Linked DNA regions of Mus musculus: region 1 is linked to region 2. A link is a contact called in public Hi-C data. All regions are on one chromosome and are shown on one strand. The core of a region is the stretch at or near the end of the contact, and the rest is flanking DNA. Distances in the headings are between cores, read along the strand shown.

What was found. A called contact is a pair of places that touch in the nucleus more often than the background predicts.
Region 1: a contact with region 2 is called in a Hi-C map of olfactory sensory neurons, with 2.5 times the contacts expected there. The contact joins the enhancer-like site here to the promoter of Pax6os1 in region 2. A contact is called at or near these places in 1 of 39 promoter capture datasets (hippocampal neurons), 5 of 484 Hi-C or Micro-C datasets (cerebellar granule neurons, cerebellum, cortical neurons and 1 more) and 6 of 115 datasets of contacts at active chromatin or transcription factors (astrocytes, embryonic forebrain, embryonic hindbrain and 3 more).

The regions. Positions count from the first base shown.
Region 1 is chr2:106,315,328-106,318,875 of GRCm38.p6, forward strand. All of the region lies in intron 6 of Dcdc5 (doublecortin domain containing 5), which reads left to right. Among named protein-coding and RNA genes, the nearest start is that of Gm36036, 93 kb to the right of the region's middle. Within about 2 kb of position 1,299, at least 1 of the 459 cell types and tissues checked has an H3K27ac peak or open chromatin away from gene starts, as enhancers often do. A contact at or near this core is called in olfactory sensory neurons, where this site is marked.
Region 2 is chr2:105,668,241-105,671,601 of GRCm38.p6, forward strand. It overlaps Pax6os1 (paired box 6 opposite strand 1), which reads right to left and starts at 2,090. Exons shown (of 4, transcript NR_002867.2): 1 at 1,996-2,090. It also overlaps a transcript of Pax6 not described here.

The sequences.
Region 1 (3,548 bases), core at 49-2,548, 650 kb after region 2:
CTGTCTTGTATGATGCTATGCCAGTGCCTGGCAAATACAGAAGTGGATGCTCACAGTCATCTATAAGTTGGAACACAGGGCCCCCAATGGAGAAGCTAGAGAAAGCACCCAAGGAGCTTAAGGGGTCTGCAACCCTATAGGTAGAACAACAATATGAACTAACCAGTATCCCCAGAGCTGTGTCTCTAGCTGCATATGTAGCAGAAAATGGCCTAGTTGGCCATCACTGGGAAGAGAGGCCCCTTGGTATTGCAAACTTTATAAGGGGAATGCCAGGACCAAGAAACCAAGAAGTGGGAGTAGGTAGGTGGGTAGGGGAGCAGGGCAGGGGGAGGGGATGGAGAACTTTTGGGATAGCATTTGAAATGTATATAAAGAAAATATCTAATGAAAGAAAGAAAGAAAGAAAGAAAGAAAGAAAGAAAGAAAGAAAGAAAGAAAGAAAGGAAGGAAGGAAGGAAGGAAGGAAGGAAGGAAGGAAGGAAATATCCACTCCATAATTCACTGGGTATGCAAATAGAAACATCTTGGAATAATCTCCAACCCCAGACTTCAGACCTCAGGAAACTACTTTTAACTTCCTCCAGCTTCTTTGCTTGTAAGGAGCATATTTCTAGTTTCCTTCAAGGCATCTGCTATAATGACTTGTTGGATGTCATTTTTTCCTATATTTTATCTTACATTGTGCTAGTTTTTGTTTTTAAACAAAATCTTTCCATGTACAAACTCTTAGCATCCTTTTGAAGTGCTGTAAGTTTAGGCTATAAAAATGTTTCAGTGGGTAGCAGACTTGCAGCAGGAGCCTGAAGTCTTGAGTTCAGATTCTAGCACCTACATAAAAGATGGGTGTGGTCACACACCTATAACCTGAGAATGGTGGGGACAGGGAGACAAGAGGACTTCTAGGGCTTGCTGGCCAAGAGCCTAGCTCTAGGTCTGGTTGGAGACCCTGTCTCAAAAGAATAAAAGAGTGAAGGGACAGGCCAGTCAATGTCCTCCTTTTGCCTCAGTGGATGTGTACAGATGCATGCTCCCTGTATACACATAAACACGCATGCCACACAATTCACCACATTCCATTAATGCACATGCAAAATAAAGAAAATCATAAAAATAAGTAACTCTAACTTTCCTGAGGGTTGGACCACATCAAAATTCTTTACATTTCCTGTGATGTCTAGCCTAGGCACACAAAGAGACATATGGATCAATAGACATTATCATCTCCCTTACTTGCAGAAAATAAATATGGAAACTTCAGAGAGTTTATCTGCTAAATACATGACATACCAAAGCTATCCTTTGGGAAGCAGATGCTGCAACCTAGAGTCTCCTGGGAGTTCCAGCCTAAACAAGCACTCAGTAAAAGAGGTCTTATTTTATATTTTATTTTATTTTTCTTACAAAGCTTGCACTTGGTAGAGGCTTTCCATAGCTGCAAAGAGAACTTGCTTTTACACCAAGTATGAAACCCCTGAGTCCAGGAGATAATGATAGGGTTTTAGAGCGGAATATAGATTACTCCTATGGATCCAGAATCTAAATAGCCAGAAAACTCACCCAACTAGAAAAGCAACATAGAGCAGGTAAAAGACATTTTCACAAAACAAACTTCCAAGAGATGTTACGACTGGCTTGGTATCTATTTGTTTTTCCTAGATACATGCATGATGCTCATACCATGAGCCACATAAGCTCATAATAAGCCCACCTGAGCTCCCACTATATGACATAACCTTTTAAAAATCACCTCAATGATCTTTAATTAAATATAATATAAAGACAGATAAATTGTTGAAATAAGTATCATTTTCAGCATCATAATTGAAACAATCTCTCATTCCTACAAATTCCCAATGCCTTGAGGTTGATTATGACTATAGGCCTATTATTCTTGCCTCTTAATTGCTACTAAAATGCAGCTTCTGCTTAATCTAGTTGTCAAAGTAATGTCAAAGACAAAGCTAAGGTGGGTATGAAATAACATAGATCAAAACTTATATTTGTTATTTTATCCAAAAACTCCAAAATAAAATAGAACAATGTTTAATATGTAAAAGTTACTTAATCTCTAAGCTTTAGAATCACAGAACAATAAATGCTTCATTCTTCAGGATCCTGTTTCTGATTTATTAACATAAATTACTTTTTTATATTTAATAGTCAATACATTGTAAGGTAAATACTTAAAACACTTCCTACATTGTTCTGGTAAAAGACTGAAGAGTAATCTTCAAGTTTTCAGCTGTGCATCTAATCTTCTAAATCTTGGGTGGGGTTCAAGGTCAGCTTGTGTGTATTCTGTTGTTTTTCTGAATTATTTCTTTCTTATGTACACAACTTGAACCTTACAATTCTTCTTACCATTCAAATTAATGAGATTTTGGGGGCTATTATCAAATCTCATCAAAGTAGGACATTGTTACTATTGCTTCTACAATTTGTATGTTTATTTTTTTCTTCAGAGTTTGGGCACTTAATGTTGGTCTTATAAAATGAATTTTATCCAAGTCAGTGCATGAAATGTATTATTGCATTGTCTAGAATCATACTGTTCACTGTTTTCGAGGAATTGTGTACCTCAGCCTTAATTATAGACAAATCTATGTGGTCTAATCTAGCGGCTTAAACAATCTTAAAAATGGGAAAGCAATCAGTTAAGTAAAGAAATAGGTCTTTGTATCAAGCAAAAAGTTAACTGATTCCCTTAAGAGTCACGGCACTTGAATTCACATTTGACATGCACGTTTGTAAGCTGCCGCTGATTTGGGTTGGAGTTTGAATATCTATTATTTTTCTAAATCAGACTCAAATTATATATTGCATCATTTTATTACTATGTTCATTACACTGCTTGAGAAATGTTATTGTATCCCAAGAGAGTTTCAAGAGAAAATTCTTTCAACTAGGGTACATTCTGGTCTGTTTTAGTTTGTAACTAAATCCCAAGAGTGTCAAATAATACCTTCCTATCTTGATGCATACAGTCTCACACATATATCTAGAGTTGGCCACAATATCATAGCTTTACCAAAGACTCTGAAAACACCATGTAAAGTGTTACCACTTTCTGTGTCTTCATCAGATGCATTCAATAGGGCATTATGTTGGTGTTATGCCTAAAATGATCAGATTAGAATTAACAGAGTCAATATTGAACTGTATTTCTAAAAGAAGATACCATTCAACCAAAAATATTAAGGACTAACCTTATTTTCTGTTGCTTTTGGTTCAGACAAAACAGGAAGAATATTATAACTTCAGCCATGTTTTTATGGATGGAGAAGACAATCATCAAAGCATTTTAAGTAGAATTTTGTCAAAAATAGTTAAATAGTCCTCATAGAATGAGTTGCCATGTGGAGTTTATGCCTTACTGTATATTTTCAGCTTGGTTCTTCTACATCTCAGATATTTGTTTTAAATAATGCTTTTATTAGAAATGCAGTACCCTGCTTTACACTGAAGAAAAAGAATGGAAGCTGTTAAATAGGAGCTTTCCAGGCAAGGAAAAGCCTGTTGTGAGTTTTGTACAAGACACTGTCTCC
Region 2 (3,361 bases), core at 840-3,339:
AATGGAGCTTTTCAGTTCCAAGCGAGGGAAGCCCGGGCACTCTGGCTTTGGGACTTCCCTAAGGAAAACGCCAACAGGCTTAGATTTGGCCGGGTTTGGGAAAGGAGTTTGCTCATTGGTTGCTGGAGCCACAGTCTGTGCCCAGCTTGTGACTTGTGGAAGCTAGGGCCAGGTAGGGTTATCCATTGGGTCATCTCGTGAAAAGAACTTGCCAGAGATCCCTTTCGACCCCTCGTGGTCTTCGTCCCTCTGATGAAGTGACTCTCTAGAGAACCTAAGGACAGGCTACGGGGTCACTTAGAGAGATAACTGGCTGGCCTAAGAGCAAGTACAGTGGGATCCGCGTACTGGATGGCCCCTGAACTCCGCAGGACCTGTTTACTTGAAAGTAGGGGGAGGGGGGCTTAAGCCGAACCTCAGGGAGGACAATACCAGCCAGAGGCAGGCTGGGCGTGTGCAGTTACCGGCCAGACCCCTGAAGACTCTTAGGATGGAGGAGTCAGACTCTGCCTGAAGAGAGGGAGTCTCCCGCCGGGCCAGAGAGCTAATCTGCCGAGCTGAACCCAACTCTGGCCGCCGTGACGTCATCCGCGCCCGGCAACCAATGAGGGCATTGCTGGCGTGGATATTAAGGAAAGTTAGCGCCTGCCGGAGCACCCTCTTTTCTTATCGTTGACATTTAAACTCTGGGGCAGGTCCTCGCGTAGAACCCGGTTGTCAGATCTGCTACTTCCCCCCGAGAAGCGGCTTTGAGAAGTGTGGGAACCAGCGCCACCAGACTCACCTGACACCCCACCCTCGGCTCACAGGTAACCGCTTTGATTCTAGCCAGACTCACCCCAAGAGTAGCGGCGCCCCTCTCCGACGTGCAACCTGTGTGTTCAGGTCATAGAAACCCTCCCCGAGTGGCCCCGGCCTTGATTTTTTTCTTTTTCTTTTTAAAGGAAGCTTACAAAGATGGTAGAGGAGTTGCTGCGGATGGGACGGGGGTGAGGGGGAGGGGATGTCTTTGCGAAGCATGCTTCTTTGTAAAAGTAACAAAATGTTGTGGTCTCAAGAGAGGACTTCCCGTCTGGCCCTGAGCTGGGGGTGATGTGGGGGGTGGGAGGGTGGTGGCTGTGGCCGCAGTCTAAAGAAATCGCTGAGATCCTAAGAAAAGCAGGCGGTGGGCATGCAGTTTGCAACACGCCTTCCCCCGATGCAATTAGCGACATTCATGCTTGGAGAAGCCACCAAGCCTCGCGCCGAATTCATGGAGCACCCCGCGGAAGGTCGGGCGACTTGCGACAAAAGTTTCCCCAAGGTTGTGTAGATGTGTGTTCCATATCGAAGTCAAAGTCTTGGGGTTCGTTTCCCCCGAAAGGAGCACAGGACGAAAGAATGCGGCCCTCCAGAGCTGGGCAGCGCGCGCGAAGGCCCCAGCGTGTGATTTGAGCTTCCTTCGGAAGACCTAATAATTAGCGATTCTCACTGAGCTAGAATGCGGGCTCGGGTTACCGGGAACGGGTTCCTAGCAGCGGCGGAGCTCTTTGCCTCGGCGGGAAGCATGTGGGCTCCAGGGGAACCCGGTTGCTGAGTGCCCTGGAGAGAGATACCCAGCCATGCTCCGGCTCCAGGAAGGCCAGAACTTGGCCGAAGTGGGTCAGGAAAGTGATTACCCCTAACTTAAACTAAAAGGTGTTTTCGCCAGGTTGGAAAATCTCTCACTCAAGCCCTAAGCTTACCAGGAGCCGCTCAGGCTGCCTGAGTCGGGGCACCGGAGCAACCCACCGGAAATTTGAGGCCATGTAGCAGGCCTGGCCTGGATCTCGCCCACTCCCACGCGTGCTCCTGACGCCCTCTCTCTAGACCCGCTGGAGGCACTTGTCCAGATCGTTTGGCTCTCAAGCACCTGTGACAGGTGCCCAGGAGTCTAACTCTGAGCAGAGTCCCCTCTGAGCGCCTCACATAGAAAGGAGGCCACGGGCAAAGTGGCCACCAGTCTGAGCACCTTACCTGAACGGGGGTCCTCTCCTCCGAGAGTTCCTTATTCCAGAGTTGAGCCGTGAGCAGTTTGCCCGCTTCGCAGTAGGAAGTGGACCTTCTCCTCTAGTCATAAATCAAACCAGCCATCCTCGGGCCTCCTCCCTCATTAGAGATGTTTATTGGAGATTGTGTTTATTCGGCTGTCACGGCGAGAAAACGCGGTGACATAATTACCTCTGACCAGAGTCCTCGCCCTGCGCCCAGGGTGAGCCAGGGACTTCCTCTGCTGTGGTCTTACTCTGCTGCCCTCCTTGATCAGAGGGCAAATCGGATTGGTGTGTCTACTTTTTCCTCCCTCAGACTTCGTATCATTTGAATTATTGGAGAACTTAGTATTCAAATTTCCGCCAGTGCCCAGACTTGGAAAAGAAAACCAAAGAGAATCCAGCTTCCAGGGAGAGAGGGAGAGAGAAGTAAGGGAGAGAGAGAGGGAAAGGGAGAGAGAGAGAGAGAGAGAGAGAGAGAGAGAGAGAGAGAGAGAGAGAGTAAATCTTGCATGAGAACTTTCTAGTGCACTGGCAGAGATGCTTGGCCAGACCTAGAAGGACGAGTGCCTGTATTTGTGGTATTATTTTTTCTTTTGCTTCCCTTTTTCATTCCTTTTCTTTTCGGGAGGAATCTGGCTGCAGAGCCTTGATCCCAGAGTTCGGATATTCTCCCAGGTGGACCCCGATCTCCGAGGAAACAACCAGGGCTTAATCCCTCATTGCTCTGTCCCTGACTCCCAATCCCCACAAGTTTTTCCCTGATGGGGAGGCTTCAAGTCACCATCTGTGAGACTGGGTTAGGAAATGATGAAAAGCGCCAAATTGTTCTCTAATTGAAAAATACATTGTTTTTTTGGAGGAGTGTGCACTGACAAAGTATCTGGGATTTCAGCTTTTGATCCCTTGCTACTGCTGCCTCTGCTCTCCAGTCACTAATAAAACTCGCATTGAGCCCCTTAGTGCCTTGATTAACAGGCAGATTAACTCTTACTGGGGTTGGGAACAGCTTGTCTCAATCAATGTCATTTTAAAAGCCTGTCAGGATGTGCTTAGTTCGGTTCCAGGCTGCTGGAGTGAGCCAGCCCTGACATTTGCTCTCTCTTTCCCAGTCTCAAAATCCTGAGCATCAGGCCTGCACGTTTCTAGCTCCTGAACAAAACAAATGGCAGGAGTCAGTCCCTGGCCCTTCTACCAGGCAGCTGTTCAGACATATTCTATAGAGCGGTGACCTTAGCAAGCTTTTCATTTGAAGCTGAACACTTACCTCTTTAGTACTGAGGTTAGAAGAAAAGGAGACTTGAAGGAATGTCCCGGGGTTGGAGAATGGAAAGAGAACTTTTCTAGACACC